Linked DNA regions of Gossypium hirsutum: region 1 is linked to region 2. The links are chromatin contacts, called in public Hi-C maps. All regions are on one chromosome and are shown on one strand. Each heading gives the region's core, a stretch centred on a gene start, on an enhancer-like site or on the middle of the called end of the contact. The rest is flanking DNA. Distances are from core to core; before and after follow the strand shown. Region 1 holds the start of LOC107887353 (50S ribosomal protein L18). Region 2 holds the start of LOC107887355 (protein KTI12 homolog).

Region 1 (2,992 bases), core at 278-2,777, 210 kb after region 2:
ATACTATAAGCATAGAATATAACAGTTAATTATTTTTTTATGACTTGGTTTTGTGGTCCCGAAACCACTTTCCGACTAGGGTCAAATTAGGGCTATTACAAGGGTGATCCACTAGCGAGATGAGTCCGCACCATTGCCTCCAAGCTACAAGCACCTTTAATGTCGAACAAGTCATATGTCACGGATCAACAGAAGCACAAAATTGATACCTAATAGACAAAGCTTTCATTGGCGTTATTCCAAAGATTTTACGCCTAATTCTTTTACGAAGTTCTGTCAAATCTATGTTCTGATTAAAAACCAGTCGCACTGTATTTTTCGATTAAAAAACAATGCCGTTCTTGGTGTGACGGACCTTACCATCATAGTAAATAACAGCACTAATACGTTCACTCATCTTCAATTTCTATTCTGCTTAGCGTCTCTAATTTTTCTTGCTGTAACTTATGCAACCTGAGAATAAAATTTGGCTCATTTATAGCCTAAGGCCAAATAGGAACTACTGTAGAAAAAGAGCATCCACGTGAGAGCTTTTTCAGTACTTTTGCTGACAGTGCATCCTACTTGAAGCATTTTTTACACTATTTGTTCAGAAACATATTCTCAAAATTATTTTTTTAGAAACTACTGTAGAAAAATAGTGTCCACATGGGAGCTTTTTTCAGTACTTTTGCTGACAGTTCATCCTGCTTAAAGCATTTTTGACACTATTTGTTTAGAAATATCTTCTCAAAATTATTTTTTCAGAAACTACTGTAGAAAAAGAGCATCCACGTGGGAGCTTTTTTCAATACTTTTGCTGACAGTGCATCTTACTTGAAGCGTTTTTTACACTATTTATTCAGAAACATCTTCTCAAGATTATTTTTTCAAAAACTATTGTAGAAAAAAAGCATCCAAGTGGGAGCTTTTTTTAGTACTTTTGCTGATAGTTCATCCAGCTTGAAGCATTTTTGACACTATTTGTTCAGAAATATCTTCTCAAAATCATTTTTTCAGATACGTCTTCTCTAATTTATTTTTTAGATACGTCTTCTCTAATTTATTTTTTCAGAAACTACTGTAAAAAAAATTTTATTCCTAATATATTTTTTCCATAACCCTAAACACAAAATCATTTAAAAAATTAATCCATAATTTAATTAATTAACCCTAAACCTTAATCTAATTTATTTTTTAAATTAATAATTAATTTAATTAACTCAAAACCCTAATTTATTTTTTTTCTTAAAAATTCTAAACCTTAAAACCTTAACCCTAACCCTAAATGCAAAAAAAATCCTAACCCTAAAAAAAAGGACAAAATGCGTCCTTAGAGAGCATTTTGCCACGTCAGCACAAAACGCACCATTGAGGACGCTCCCTAAGGGACGCGTTTTGCTGACATGTCACCTGACATCGCGCTAACGTGAGCGCGCTTTGGGGGAATTCGGCCATTTCCAGTAAATAATTAAAAAGTTGACCCATTTCCGTAAATATTAAAAAAAAAACTTTTTCTTGTAAATTGCCCCCAAGTTTACTTTCTTTGGATATCTCTGGACAAAAAAGTAAATCTGTTTTTCAATTTGAAAAAGAAGAAGGGAAATGTGTAGAAAAAATCCCAGGACAAAAATATCAAAGAAACCTTAAGCCGGGGTTTCTACAGGAGTAAACTCAATTGTTGTGTCCACGGTCTGATCCGGGGTGGCCCAATGTAGAAGAAGCCTTCGTTTTTAAGCCCTGAATTAGCCTTAGAAGTAAAACCCGGACACAACTGGCGGAGGAAAAAAATGGTGTCGATAATCGTATCTTCTTCAGCTTTACCAACGCGGTCCCTCAACTCATTCCCGACTCACTCTGAACGCTCCAACAAACTCACCTCACTGTCATGGACCTCTTCGTTTCCCAGTATCAACATATCCATTAACTCATTCACGCTCCCTCCTGCTCCCTCTCTTAACAAGGTATTCCTTTTTCTTTTTTTTTTGTTTAAACATTATTGTGTTTTGGTTCCTGGGAAAGGAAATTTGATGAAGTAACGGGTCTTTTATGTTTGATTATGCTGTTATAAGTGTCCTAGGCATGTGAAAAAAAATGGGTTAGTAATTAACTATATAAACTTGGAAAGATGGGGTTTAAATTGTTTACTTGATGGCAATTGTAAGCTGGGTTTTGGGTTGCCTTTCATGTTGTAGCTGAATAAGCATGCTTGATTAATGACCAATATTTGTTTTTTCATTAACTTATTTTCATAGATTATATATGTTCTTTCCATAGAGGGATCAGTGTTAGGGGAAGCATTTTAGGTTATAATTGGAGTCAAAACTCTTTATTCTGCAACTGAGTAAATCAGAGCGTTTAGCAGTTGAATATGGTGATATTAGGTGTTCGAGAGTCTGCAAAATGTGCTGACCTGGTAAATATGAAATTCGATTTCTCGAAAATTCTATAACAAAATGTTGTCTCAAAACTTGCCTTTTTTGGTTTAGTAATTCCAGTTTGCCTGCTGGTTTGTTCCACGAGGTGATGTTTGTAAGACAATATTTTATAAGCTTGTCCTTTGCGGCGGAGCCCTTTTGTTGATATACTCTTCTAATTGAACTCAAAGATGTCTTATGAAGTTGATAAGAGTTTACTGGTTTGGAAGGGATAATCTCTTTTCTGTATGAAAGTAGAGATATATACTATGCCAAATAAAGTTTCATAATTTAGAAATCGGATCATTATTGTTTGTATCGAATATGCCTAGACCTAGAAGATTTTAAACAGCCTTTTTGCGCTGTGGAGATTTATCTCGAGGAAAATGATGTGAAGTACACCCTGTTTCCGATGAAAAGATTATAAAATCTTACTTCCATTCTCTGGAGTTAAAGAATATCATGGTGCTCCTGTTTTGATGGTTGAGAAGATATAACATCTTGTCTTGAGGTTTGATTCGTTACTTACCGGCTTGTTCACAGGGACAGTTAACATCATTGCTGAATTTTACTAGCAAGCTCCAAAATAAAATGTT
Region 2 (2,923 bases), core at 45-2,544:
TTTTTTATATTATTTATTATATGAAAATTTTAAAAATATAATACATCAAAAATACTAAAAACATTCAAATAAATGTTTCCTAACAATTTGAAAATAAATTAAAAATATTTATACTTAAATAACAGTAAGATAGGTGTAATTTAACAAGCAAATGTCTCTAAAACAACAACAAAATTAACAATAAAATAAGAGTTATACAATACGCAGACAATAATAACAAAATAATAGTAATATTATAGTAAAATGATAGCAAAATAGTGAAAAACAACAAGAAAACAATAATAAAATAACATTTTTTTGTCTTTTTGCTAATTCGGGCCAAGCTCAAGCCAAAAGAGCCTTACTTGAGGCCCAACTTGTTTTTTAAATGGGCCTCATTTTTTTTTGTCTAAGCCCATTTTTCGGACTTATATTTTTGTCCAAATTCTCTCACTTTTTGAGCATACCTTTTTGTCAGCTCAGGTGGCATGACACATGAACAAATCTACTTTTAATAAACATGAGAGTCATAATATATATCAAACTTATCTTGATTTTGATGAACATCTATCTAATAATAAAATATTTATAATAAAAACAATATATTTAAACAATTTATATTTAAAAAATTATTTTTAAAAGAATATAATTTTTATATATTTTTAAAATGAATTTATAAAAAAAATTATATTTTTGAAAGGACTATAATTTTCAATAAAAATGTTATATTTCTCCAAATTTTCCACGAGAAAAAGAAGAATTGCTCGTAAGGACCTCACTTAGCAAGTCAAATGTCAACAAACAATCACATGGCAGCCCTTGGTTGGGCAACATGCCACATCAACATAAAATATGACGTAATCAAGGTTAGGTACCGAAATATTTAACGAAAACAAAAGTACATGTATGAAATTGGACATTTTGAAAATACATGTGTCACATTAGAACAAACCTAAAGTACAAGGGCCTTTCTTGCCATTATCCCATTTTAAAAATACGAAAAGTATAGATACTAAAGAAAATTAAATTGAAGAATACGCATAATATAGGACTAATAGCTTAATTTGACTTAAGGGACTCAATTTATATCATTCGGGTCAACTAGAAGTTTAAAATTTAAAAAGTACAACAATAAAAATTGGCCAATTAAAGTAGCTGAACTAATTCCACAACTAACACATAATACAGGGACTAATAACAAAATTTAACATATATTCATTAAAATGAACTATTGGTAAGTTGGGACTGAAGGCCCAATCTTGACCAAATCAAAGGGCCCAAATATAAGAAAATCCATAAAGCGCAAAAATATGATGGAAGCTTAGTGTTCCATTACATGCCTTTCCATTCAGGTCGGCGGATTCCTCCTAACGCGACCTCCCTCTCTGCCTGTCTGTTATTCAAATCTCCGACCAAGGTAATTTACTTAACTACGGTTTTCAAGTTTTTAGAACTTTTTGGCGGTTTAATCTTTGGTCCTTTTTCTTACTGCTTTTTGCAGGATTCTTCTGATCCCTAATTTAATTCTTTTGCAATTTTTCTAGATTATTTATTTTATTTCTGCATCTTGCTGAAATACGATCTGGGTTTCAGTTATATCTTCCATATAGTTTCCTATAAAACTATACATGTCTTATGTAATCTGAAAACTTTGAAGAATGTTACAGTATTAGCAAGTATATGTAAAAATTTGAGGCAAAGGAAAATCTTGATTTGAATTACTTTTTTAATTTATGAACAGTGAGATTTCAAGGAACTGCAGCTTAGCGAGCTGCGGTCTAAACCCAATTTTGTAAGAAAAAGACTTTAAAAAAAAAGATGGCATTGGTGGTAATTTGTGGGCAGCCGTGCAGTGGGAAGTCGACAGCTGCGAAATGTCTAGCTGAAGCTCTGAATGAATCAGAGTGTAAACAGACTGTAAGGATCATCGATGAGACTTCATTTCATCTTGATCGTAATCAGAGCTATGCTAATATGCCATCAGAGAAGAATTTACGGGGAGTGCTTAGGTCCGAAGTTGATAGGTCTGTCTCCAGAGATAATATCATTATAGTTGATTCTTTGAACAGTATCAAGGGTTATCGATACGAGTTGTGGTGTTTGGCTCGTGCTGCTGGGATAAGGTACTGTGTGTTGTACTGTGATGTTAGAGAATCGCAATGTAGGAAATGGAATGAAGAGCGTCGGGAGAAGGGAGAGGCTGCATATAATGATGTGATATTTGAGGATTTAGTTAGAAGATTTGAGAAACCGGATAGAAGAAATCGTTGGGATTCACCTTTGTTCGAGCTATGGGCTCATAATGATGGAGTGGAGAGATCTTCTATTGCCATTGTAGATGTGGTTTCGTATTTGACAAAAAAAGCAGACTCGAAATCTCGGGATGTTAAGATTTTGCAGCCAACCATTGCCACACAAAATACCCGGTTTTCAGAGGCAAATTCACTGTATGAGATGGACAGAGCCACGCAGGAGGTGATTAATGCTATTGTGGAAGCACAATCCCAGTCAATTGGAGGACCTCTTGCCAGTATCTCCATTGGTCAAGGTTTACCGAATATCGATATTTCTAGATCGGTTGGGTTGCCGGAGCTACGGAGATTGCGGAGAACATTCATCAAGTTAACAGGACAAACAAGTTTGAGTGGACGACCTCCCCCTTCCGATTCCAGCAGTGCAAAGAGGATGTTTGTAGACTATCTGAATCGAGAACTTGGAACTATTGCTTGAAAAAGGGTAATACTACTAATACTTACCTAGTTTTATACCTTGAACAGTGTTGTCAAAGGTCACTAATTTATTTTCTACTTTTACTTTCTCCAAAGATCCATTTTAGATTGTCTCATAATTATCTTTAGACTTGGCATTGAGAGTCATTAAGAGAACAGTTTACATTTGCAGGATATGTTATATTGATGTGTATGATGAGTGATTAAAGGACAGC

What was found. A called contact is a pair of places that touch in the nucleus more often than the background predicts.
Region 1: a Hi-C map of hypocotyl shows a contact between it and region 2, with 8 times the contacts expected there. The contact joins the promoter of LOC107887353 here to the promoter of LOC107887355 in region 2. A contact is called at or near these places in 25 of 34 Hi-C or Micro-C datasets (anther, callus, cotyledon and 5 more).

Annotation. Positions count from the first base shown.
Region 1 is chrA03:67,900,301-67,903,292 of Gossypium_hirsutum_v2.1, forward strand. It overlaps LOC107887353 (50S ribosomal protein L18), which reads left to right and starts at 1,528. Exons shown (of 2, transcript XM_016811558.2): 1 at 1,528-1,943. The coding sequence starts at 1,770.
Region 2 is chrA03:67,689,464-67,692,386 of Gossypium_hirsutum_v2.1, forward strand. It overlaps LOC107887355 (protein KTI12 homolog), which reads left to right and starts at 1,295. Exons shown (of 4, transcript XR_005916689.1): 1 at 1,295-1,396; 2 at 1,721-2,715.